2 separate regions of the Anser cygnoides genome follow, and region 1 is linked to region 2. Evidence: chromatin contacts called from public Hi-C data. All regions are on one chromosome and are shown on one strand. The core of a region is the stretch at or near the end of the contact, and the rest is flanking DNA. Distances in the headings are between cores, read along the strand shown. Region 1 holds the start of SLC25A16 (solute carrier family 25 member 16). Region 2 holds the start of LOC106032013 (nucleolar RNA helicase 2-like).

What was found. Hi-C and Micro-C count contacts between places; a contact is called where the count stands out from the background.
Region 1: a contact with region 2 is called in a Hi-C map of granulosa cells, with 2.2 times the contacts expected there. The contact joins the promoter of SLC25A16 here to the promoter of LOC106032013 in region 2. A contact is called at or near these places in 3 of 7 Hi-C or Micro-C datasets (granulosa cells and liver).

The regions. Positions count from the first base shown.
Region 1 is chr7:25,765,470-25,769,511 of Taihu_goose_T2T_genome, reverse strand. It overlaps SLC25A16 (solute carrier family 25 member 16), which reads right to left and starts at 1,588. Exons shown (of 8, transcript XR_010832680.1): 1 at 1,016-1,588; 2 at 535-627. It overlaps TET1 (tet methylcytosine dioxygenase 1), which reads left to right. Exons shown (of 14, transcript XM_067000169.1): 2 at 2,802-2,888.
Region 2 is chr7:25,624,196-25,627,979 of Taihu_goose_T2T_genome, reverse strand. It overlaps LOC106032013 (nucleolar RNA helicase 2-like), which reads left to right and starts at 2,431. Exons shown (of 15, transcript XM_048069402.2): 1 at 2,431-2,615; 2 at 3,178-3,444. The coding sequence starts at 2,511. STOX1 (storkhead box 1) reads left to right here. Exons shown (of 5, transcript XM_067000180.1): 4 at 1-284; 5 at 1,409-1,737. The coding sequence ends at 1,448. It overlaps LOC136791209 (a long non-coding RNA gene), which reads right to left and starts at 2,440. Exons shown (of 4, transcript XR_010832690.1): 1 at 1,913-2,440.

The sequences.
Region 1 (4,042 bases), core at 339-2,838, 140 kb before region 2:
GCTGCTGTCAAGGAGGGTAAGTGCATGAGCCTGACAGGACTCAGCGGTCCTGATATCAGGTGGTATCACCAGCCCCTCTGCAAGGACCACCAAGCTCTGAAAAGTGCCCACTCCCACAAGCCCTGCAGGCCGGTACTGGCAGTAAACACAGTAACAGTTACCAGCAGTGACAGGTCTTACATAAATGATCCCAAGCTTTGAACCTGTGATTACCAATCTCCTGCTGACTTCAGTAAGAAGAGGATCAAGCCCCAGCTCTTACGCCTTATGGAGGATTATTCTGACATCTCAATCTCTAACTTGTCAACCAGTGCTGCAACTTAATTGTACAGGCTCAACATCTCTTGTTTAAGGGCCGTTTGGTTGGTTGGTTTCGTTTTTAAATGCTTGCAATATACGGCACAGCGACTGCCAAACGTAAATAACCTTCTGTCTGATTAGCACCTTTATCACCATTTCATCACTGAATAACTCAACAAACCTAAATGACAGACATTGCATTTCACAACAAAATTAGGCCCGCAGCCATCTTACCTAGATGTTTGTAATGGTGGTTATGAGCTTGCAGCAAGATCTTCACTCGATCCAGTGGTGCAGTGGTTGTTTTGGCACAACACCCTGCGACACCTTTCCAAGAGGAGAAAAAAAAGCCATGGGATGCCAAAGTTCTTCAAGTCAGCAGTTAAATAAAGGATTTCCTAATGCATTTTCAAACGGAGTGGGTGAGAGGAAACTTACATAGGAAGTCTAGAAGGCCCCAATTAGGGGACATCCTCTAGAAGCATGCCACAAAACCCCAGCAGCCTCACTGCCTAAGCTAGGTCTACGTGCCGCCGCAGACAAGGGCCGCCACCCGCTGAAGCCGCAGCGCTGGGCGAAGTCTTTGCCCTCGAAGGAGGGCTCCCCTCCCCTCGCACCTCCCGGAGGGCAGCACCCCTCGGACGGAGCCTTACCGCCACGGGAGCCACCTCCCGCCGCAGCTCCTGGGGGCAGGCAGCACTCGCCCCCGACCCACCTCCGGCGATGAAGGAGCGCAGCCAGTAGAAGTCACGCCGCGCCGCACCCGCACCCGCACCGGCCGGCAGCGCAGCGCCGGGGCCCGCCGCCGCCGGGGAGGCCATGGGGCAGCGCGGGCACGGCCGGCGGCGGCTCGGCTCCGGGGGGCGGCTCGGTTCGGCTCGGAGCAGCCGCCGCTGCGGTGCAGGGGAGGAGCCGGAGCCGCCCGCGCCCCGCGGCCGCCACCGCGCCGGGCCCCGGCCGCCGGGCCGCGCTGCGGCGCATGCAGATGGCGTCAGAGCCGGCCGCGTCCCGCCCGAGAGGAGCACAGCAGAGGAGAGCAGAAGCGAGGCCGGCCGTGCGGGGTGCAGCCCGCGCCCCATGCGCCGCTGGGCCGGCGCTTCGAGCCCGCCGCACAACGAGCATTTAAACAGCGTCCGTCTGCGAGAGTGGCTTCGTGTTCTTGAGCGCGTCCACGCTCGAGTTTCGAAATGCATCAGAAAGGGAGGTAGACGCTGCAACGAAAAAGTTATCTTTCTTGGAATCAGAGCGATCAAAACCAGCATCGTATTTGTAGCCATCAGGAGTGTTGCGCAACTTCTTAGGCTGTCCACAGCGTCTTTGATGAATACACTGCAGAGGGCTTACCAGAAACCATTTAGAGGACAGGAGCTCAGCATGCAATGAATGCCAATGCACACATCACAGGCAAGGAGTGTACCCGAAGCCAGACATCAGCGAGCAAGTTAATGCTGTCAGCTTTTCAATACATTTTCTGCAGTTACTCACATTTCTTGCACTTTCTGCCCCATATGCATTGAGCTGAGGTGCAAGTGTTCAGAACATTCTGCTTTCAGCTTGTGTCAAACTGCATTCAACAGACTTTTTTTTTTTCCTTTAACAGAGTACATTGCTTAAAGAACAAGTTTGTTTCAGCTCTCAGTTGGTTACATGTTTGATCATTACTTATTTGGGGTGTAGCTGTTTTAATACGCATTTTTTTCCAAGAATAAAATACATAGCAGAGATATGCAGAGACTTCTCTTGCTGGGAGAATATAAAATACCCTTTACAGCAGCCAACTCAAGCCTTTTAACATTTACTAAACCAGCAATCCATAGTTTTTGTTCAGGTCACCCTGTTAAGTCTCCAATGCAAAATCAACTATCCTATTATGAGTTATTTGAATACCCAGGTTTATAGTAACTGTTCATACAATTTTCCACAGTCAATTTGTGTTCTTTTGGGATTCTGCTCAGGAACTGAGGCTCAGTCGCACTGCTTGGACAGCCCCAATGGTAAACAATTTCTTCTATCTACTGTTTTCACCCAAGTGTTGCAATGATTCTGACAGATGAAAGTCTTCTAGAGTTTCACAGCTTGAAAAATTTGATAACCACATAAATGTCCTGTTGCTTATTTTCGACAGCGGTGAGGTATTTCAGGAAGAAACTTTGTCAGACCTTGTAATTTAGGGAAGTGTGCACCATGACCGGGTACTTTTTAGAAAAGCAGGAAGAAACTTGTATTGCAAAATTAAACAGAACATCTCCTCAGAGAAACACTACCACAATTAAATTCAGCAGTGAACTTTGTGTTTAGCCTAAAACTTTTTAAACTCTATTTACACCTTTAAATCTTAACATTCTTACTACTATGACTTCATCTTCTTACCTTGAAATGTTTATGCCCTTTGCAGAATTTTTCTGGTGACTCTCTTTTATGACCCATCCTTAAAAGTCATCAGCATTTTTAATGTCACTCAAGTTACACTCACGCCTGACACTGTCAGCCTTCCCTGGCAGATTGACCGTACAACAGGGGAAGACATGGAAGTCAAGACACTCAAGAGAACAGCTGCAAAGTGGAAGAAAAACTCAAATGGGTAGTAGGTAATTTTGTTGATAGATGTCATTACTTTCTATTTTTACACCTTTGTTGCACTGTTAAAGATGCTTGTTTTTATTAAGATGTTTCAAGCGATTATCGATTTAAACAAGTTATCAAGACAACAGTTAGGTAAACTGTTCTCATGGCAGTTGTTTCTGGAAAGATTATTTTCATTACTCTTAAAATGCTCAGGCATGCCTAGCTCTGTTTTGAGATAATCATTCAAGTTTTCATCAAGCATCACACCTCTAGGCTTTAGGGTAAGTTTTTTTTTCTTCTTTATATTTATTTCTGGTCTTTACAGGTTACTGACCTGAAGTGGTATCTGTCTAGCTGTTCATTTGCCCTAACCTGTATCCAAAGCCACCATAAGTCCTAAGCTTCTACACACAAGACTCAGGAATTTGAAGCTTTATTTTTTCTTTCTCCCATAAAGACATGGCTTGCAAACTGAAAACATCTAGGGAAGTCTTAATACCTTGCTACTACTGCATCTTGAGCTCTCTAGCACCACACAACAGTACAGATACTGCTTCCCAAGGTGAACTGAGCCAGGAACCAAGGTTGACCCACAGCACAGGCTGCATCCTCACCAACAGGGTGCAGTCCTGTAGCAGGAGAAGCAGAGCTAGGTGCTAGAAACAGGCTCTTAACACATCGAAAGACAAAGCAGGTCTAGGGTCTGTTAACAGAAGTACATCGGGAACAATAGGAGATAAAATAGGACTAGAGATAAGTCTAAAAATTATCTAGTAACAAGACCCAGTGAGGAAACAAGGCTAAAGCCAGAACTAGCAACAGCCACACCTATAACATAGCTCAAACAAGAAATAGATGCCCAGGCTTGAGCTTAAATAGAGCTGCTGGGCCCATGGGCAGGGGAGGGCCCAGGTGGGGCTGGTCCGGGCCATTAAATCCTGTTGGTACAATCAGGAGCCTTATAGTCCCTACCTGTGTCTTGCCAGTGAGGTCTTTAAGGCACAGAAATATTTGATTCTCCAAAGTCATTGAGCTTGCAAACACAGTGCTGCCAAGTTTCTTTAAACTGGCCTATAATTTTCTTTCAAGTGCAGGGAAGAGGTGCAGACTTCACGCACTCTAGCGTCACTTAATAAGGCTACTGCACAAGTGCAGCAGACTTGAAGCACCCATAAAT
Region 2 (3,784 bases), core at 1,182-3,681:
TACAGAAAGGAAGATGAAACTGGCCTTACTGAACATGTGAATGCTTCAGCTGTAGCCGATTTCTGCAGCACCAATGAGGATGACTCTTTGCTGAACTCCCCCTGTGAGACAGGAGAAGTAGTGTTGTGCCGTGCTTTGGGCCCACAAACCAAAGAAACAAGAAACCCTCTGGTAAAGAAAGGTCTGTTTTTTAAGAATGCATGTACTGTGCTATCAGGACAGAATCACACAGAGGGGACAGAAAACCACAGCATAACAGGAGACAGTGGAATTGACTCCCCAAGGTAAGAAAACACATGCGGCTGTGTTATTTTAGTTGTTTTATCTTCAAATTAACAATTGGATTTAGGTAGACCGGTTGCTGTACACCATAGATCCCTCTCCCCAACAATAAAATTGTTATTATCTTTAAAAACATAAGTGTTATGACCCAGAAATACTTAAAATGCATAGTTCTACCATGTCTTTTTATGTGAACTTTCTCCCTAAGTCTGCTATACAAATGCTGCTGTTTATATTTTGCTTTCATGAGACAAGAACATATTATGAGCTCTACTTTACACAGGGAGATGTAGACAAGTGCAGAAATGTTAAGCAACATGGTGATGGATAAACTCAATATGGTCCTGTTAACAATAACACTCAGCTTCTATTGATCATACCGTATAATGTTACCAATATTGCCAGAGTTTTCCCAGTTGTAGATGAAGAATAAAAAGTGTTTTATGAAGGTGTTCAATCATAATTTAAAGTACAAAATATCATCAAAATTGCTCACAACAGACTGGAGAATGTGTCCACCACCTGACCTAGAGGTTTCTCTTCCCTTCATAGGGTAGGTGTTGCTTGTAACTAGGTAACTTTTTCAGGTGGATTTTTGAAAATTTGTAAACAAAACGAACCAGTATGAAACAATATTTCACATAGTTGCATGTGGGTAAGACTTACAAAACTGTTGACTAAAGTGACAGGAATGTAAGATAAAATGCTGTGAGGAAAAAAAATCATATCAATTTTTAATAGCATCATATGTTCTTAAGACCTTAAATGACTGGTATTTAAGTACAATTAAACCACTCAAGTTCTCATTAGACATGTATTGTCACCTTGAGAAACTTGTACACAAAGGAACAAATCACATACTACCATTTTTAAGGAAATTCTTCTAAAGTGTTGTTTTGTTTTTTTTTTCTCCCCTCTTAAGCAGCTTTTTGGCTGTGCACTCTCTCAAGCAGAATTTTAATGTTATTTGGACATGGACACTTGAAGCCTCTTGGTTGTTCTTTAGCAAAAAGTATTTAAAGGGTCATTCTGATTGTATTGGTGCCATCTGAGGTACCAGAAGCTAAGCCAATTCAGGTTATTTTTAGAGTATGAGGTCTGACATCTAATAATTCTGTTGTTTTAGATGGACTGAAAAGAAGATGAAGCTTCCTGCCAGATCCTAAAAGAATAATAATGCTAAAAGGAGGACAGAGTGGGAGGACAATCACCAAAAAATTCCTTGCTTCAGCTAACTGTGGTCATGAATGTTTGATTAGGTTTTTAATGAGCTATGTAGACTTTTTTCTTTGTAACAATACAACCATACTGTAACTATGACTGGTCACAGTGAGAGGCTGCCTCTAAATCAGAGCTGTTTGTTAGAAGTGTGGAGATCTAATGAACATTTCTGTTGCTCTCATCTTTAGTTTTTGCATCCCTATGTCTAATAAAAGTGACGACTGATATACTTCACTCAGATCCCGTTGTTAATCTGGAAAGGGTATGTGTTGCTCTAGCGGGACAGTACCACTCATGCAGGACTGTTTGATGCTGTAATTCTTTTTTTGTGGACAACCAGAAACAGTGGCAGGCTTTAGGCTCCATCTCCTGTCAGCAAACAACGCAAAGAAACTAGCTGGGCACGCACCTTGTTACCACAAACACTGCTTGAATCCTGAAGCTTTCTCACTGTTTTGGGGATAAATCACGGCAGTCCTCCTAGGCTTGCTTGTGCGTGGTTTTATGTGGTACACAGGACTTAAGTCTTTGAGACTCCTTCTGATTTCTTATTCCTGCTTTCTTCCTGTAGCTAAAGGCAGGCTGCGCTGCTTTCAGCCTGCACGGTCTTTTATCGACCTTGACCCACAGGAGACTCATTTTGAGGAAATATCCCTGGCTGCGAGGTGGAGCACAAACCCCTCGTCCGGCGGGAGCCCTGCCTTTTTTTTTTTTTTTTTTTTTTTTTAATTTTTTCCTCTCACACAATCCCTCCCCCCCCGCGGCGGAGCTGGGTAGGGCAGGAGCACTCCCAAAATGGCGGCCGCCTCACGATCGAGGTGCGGCGCACGGTCATTGGCTGGGGCTGTCGGGAGCTGTCCCGAGGCACGCCGGGAGTTGTAGTCCGCGGGGCGGGGCGGCAGGCGGTTGGCTGCCGCCGGCCGGGACGGCGGGCGGCTTCCGGGGCGGGGCGCGTTCCTGTCACGGCGGCGGCGGGGAGCGGCGGCGAGGCGCGGAGCAGAGCGGCGATGCCCGAGGCCACCCGGCTGTGCGCCGGCAGCGGGGCTGAGGCGGGCTCCGAGAGCCCCATGGAGAGCGAGGCGGCCACGGGCAACGGCCGGCGGCGGCGCAAGGTACCGGGGAGCGGCTCCGGGGGGGTTCCGCAGCCGGTGCGGCCGGGCCGGACCGGGCCGGGCCGGGCCTTCCCCACCCCTCAGCCCTCCGGTGCCGGCGGCGGCCTTAGGCCGGGCCCCGCCGCCGTTCTCCGGGCCGGGGCCGAGCCCCGCGCTCCCCTGGGCCGTGCCGGCCACGTGCGCGGCGGCGTGGCCTCGGCCAGGACCCCGGGAGGCCTCGGGGCCACCCCTCAGCCGGGCCCTGCCGCCCCCGCCGGGGCACCGAGGCTTGGCCCGGCCGGAGCAGCCGCCCGGGGGGGCTCCCGGGTCCTCCTAAGCCCCCTCGGCCACAGCGCCGCGTGTGCCGCGGTCGGGAAGCCGGCTCCCGGCGGCACATGCGCGGAGGGGGCGGGGTTTGGGATTTTTTCTTTTTTTATGGGAGGGTTTTGGCGAGTTACGCGAGCCCCCGGGGGAGCGGCCGGTTGTGAGCCGGCTCGTTTGTGAGCCGTCTCTTCGTGCTGCCTCGGTTCCCCGCGGCTCGGGTGATGCGCGGGTTGGTACTCACGCGAGTGTCGTTCCCCAGAAGGAGAAGAAAGAAAAGAAAGCCAAGCGGCGCGACAAGGCTCGGAAGAGGAAATCGCAGACAGATGAGAGCGAGCAGTCGGAGGATGAGCTCGATTCGCCGAAAGTCAAGAAAGCAAAGAGCAGAGAGAAGCAAAACGGTGATGCCGGAGGAGATAGCCCGGAGAACGCCAGGTTATCTTCCCTCACCCTTAAATCTGCCCACAAAAAGCGGCCCCGTAATTCCAGCGAAACATCAAGTGGGGACTGTGACAGCGACCAAGAGCAGGTAAAAGTAATAACTGATTTACCAACAGTTATCAGGTCAGCTTTCAACTCCTGTGCTACAACAAGATTAAATTTAGAACACGTTATTTCTTTTTTTTTTCCTTTCCTCCTCCTCTTTCAATCAATGGGAAGTCTGCTGTAAACTTTCAAGTTGCTTGGCCTGCCGTTGCTGTCAGTTATTTGCAAAAGTTCTAAATTCTGAAAGTGCTGAAGTTCCAGATCAGCGCGCCATGGTTTCCTCACTTCAGTAGTCCAGTGCTGTTGTAGCTGTTAGCAGTTGTTGGTGAGCTGCAGCAAGAGGGTACTTTAATGTGATTCAGCATTGTTAGATGTGACTGTCA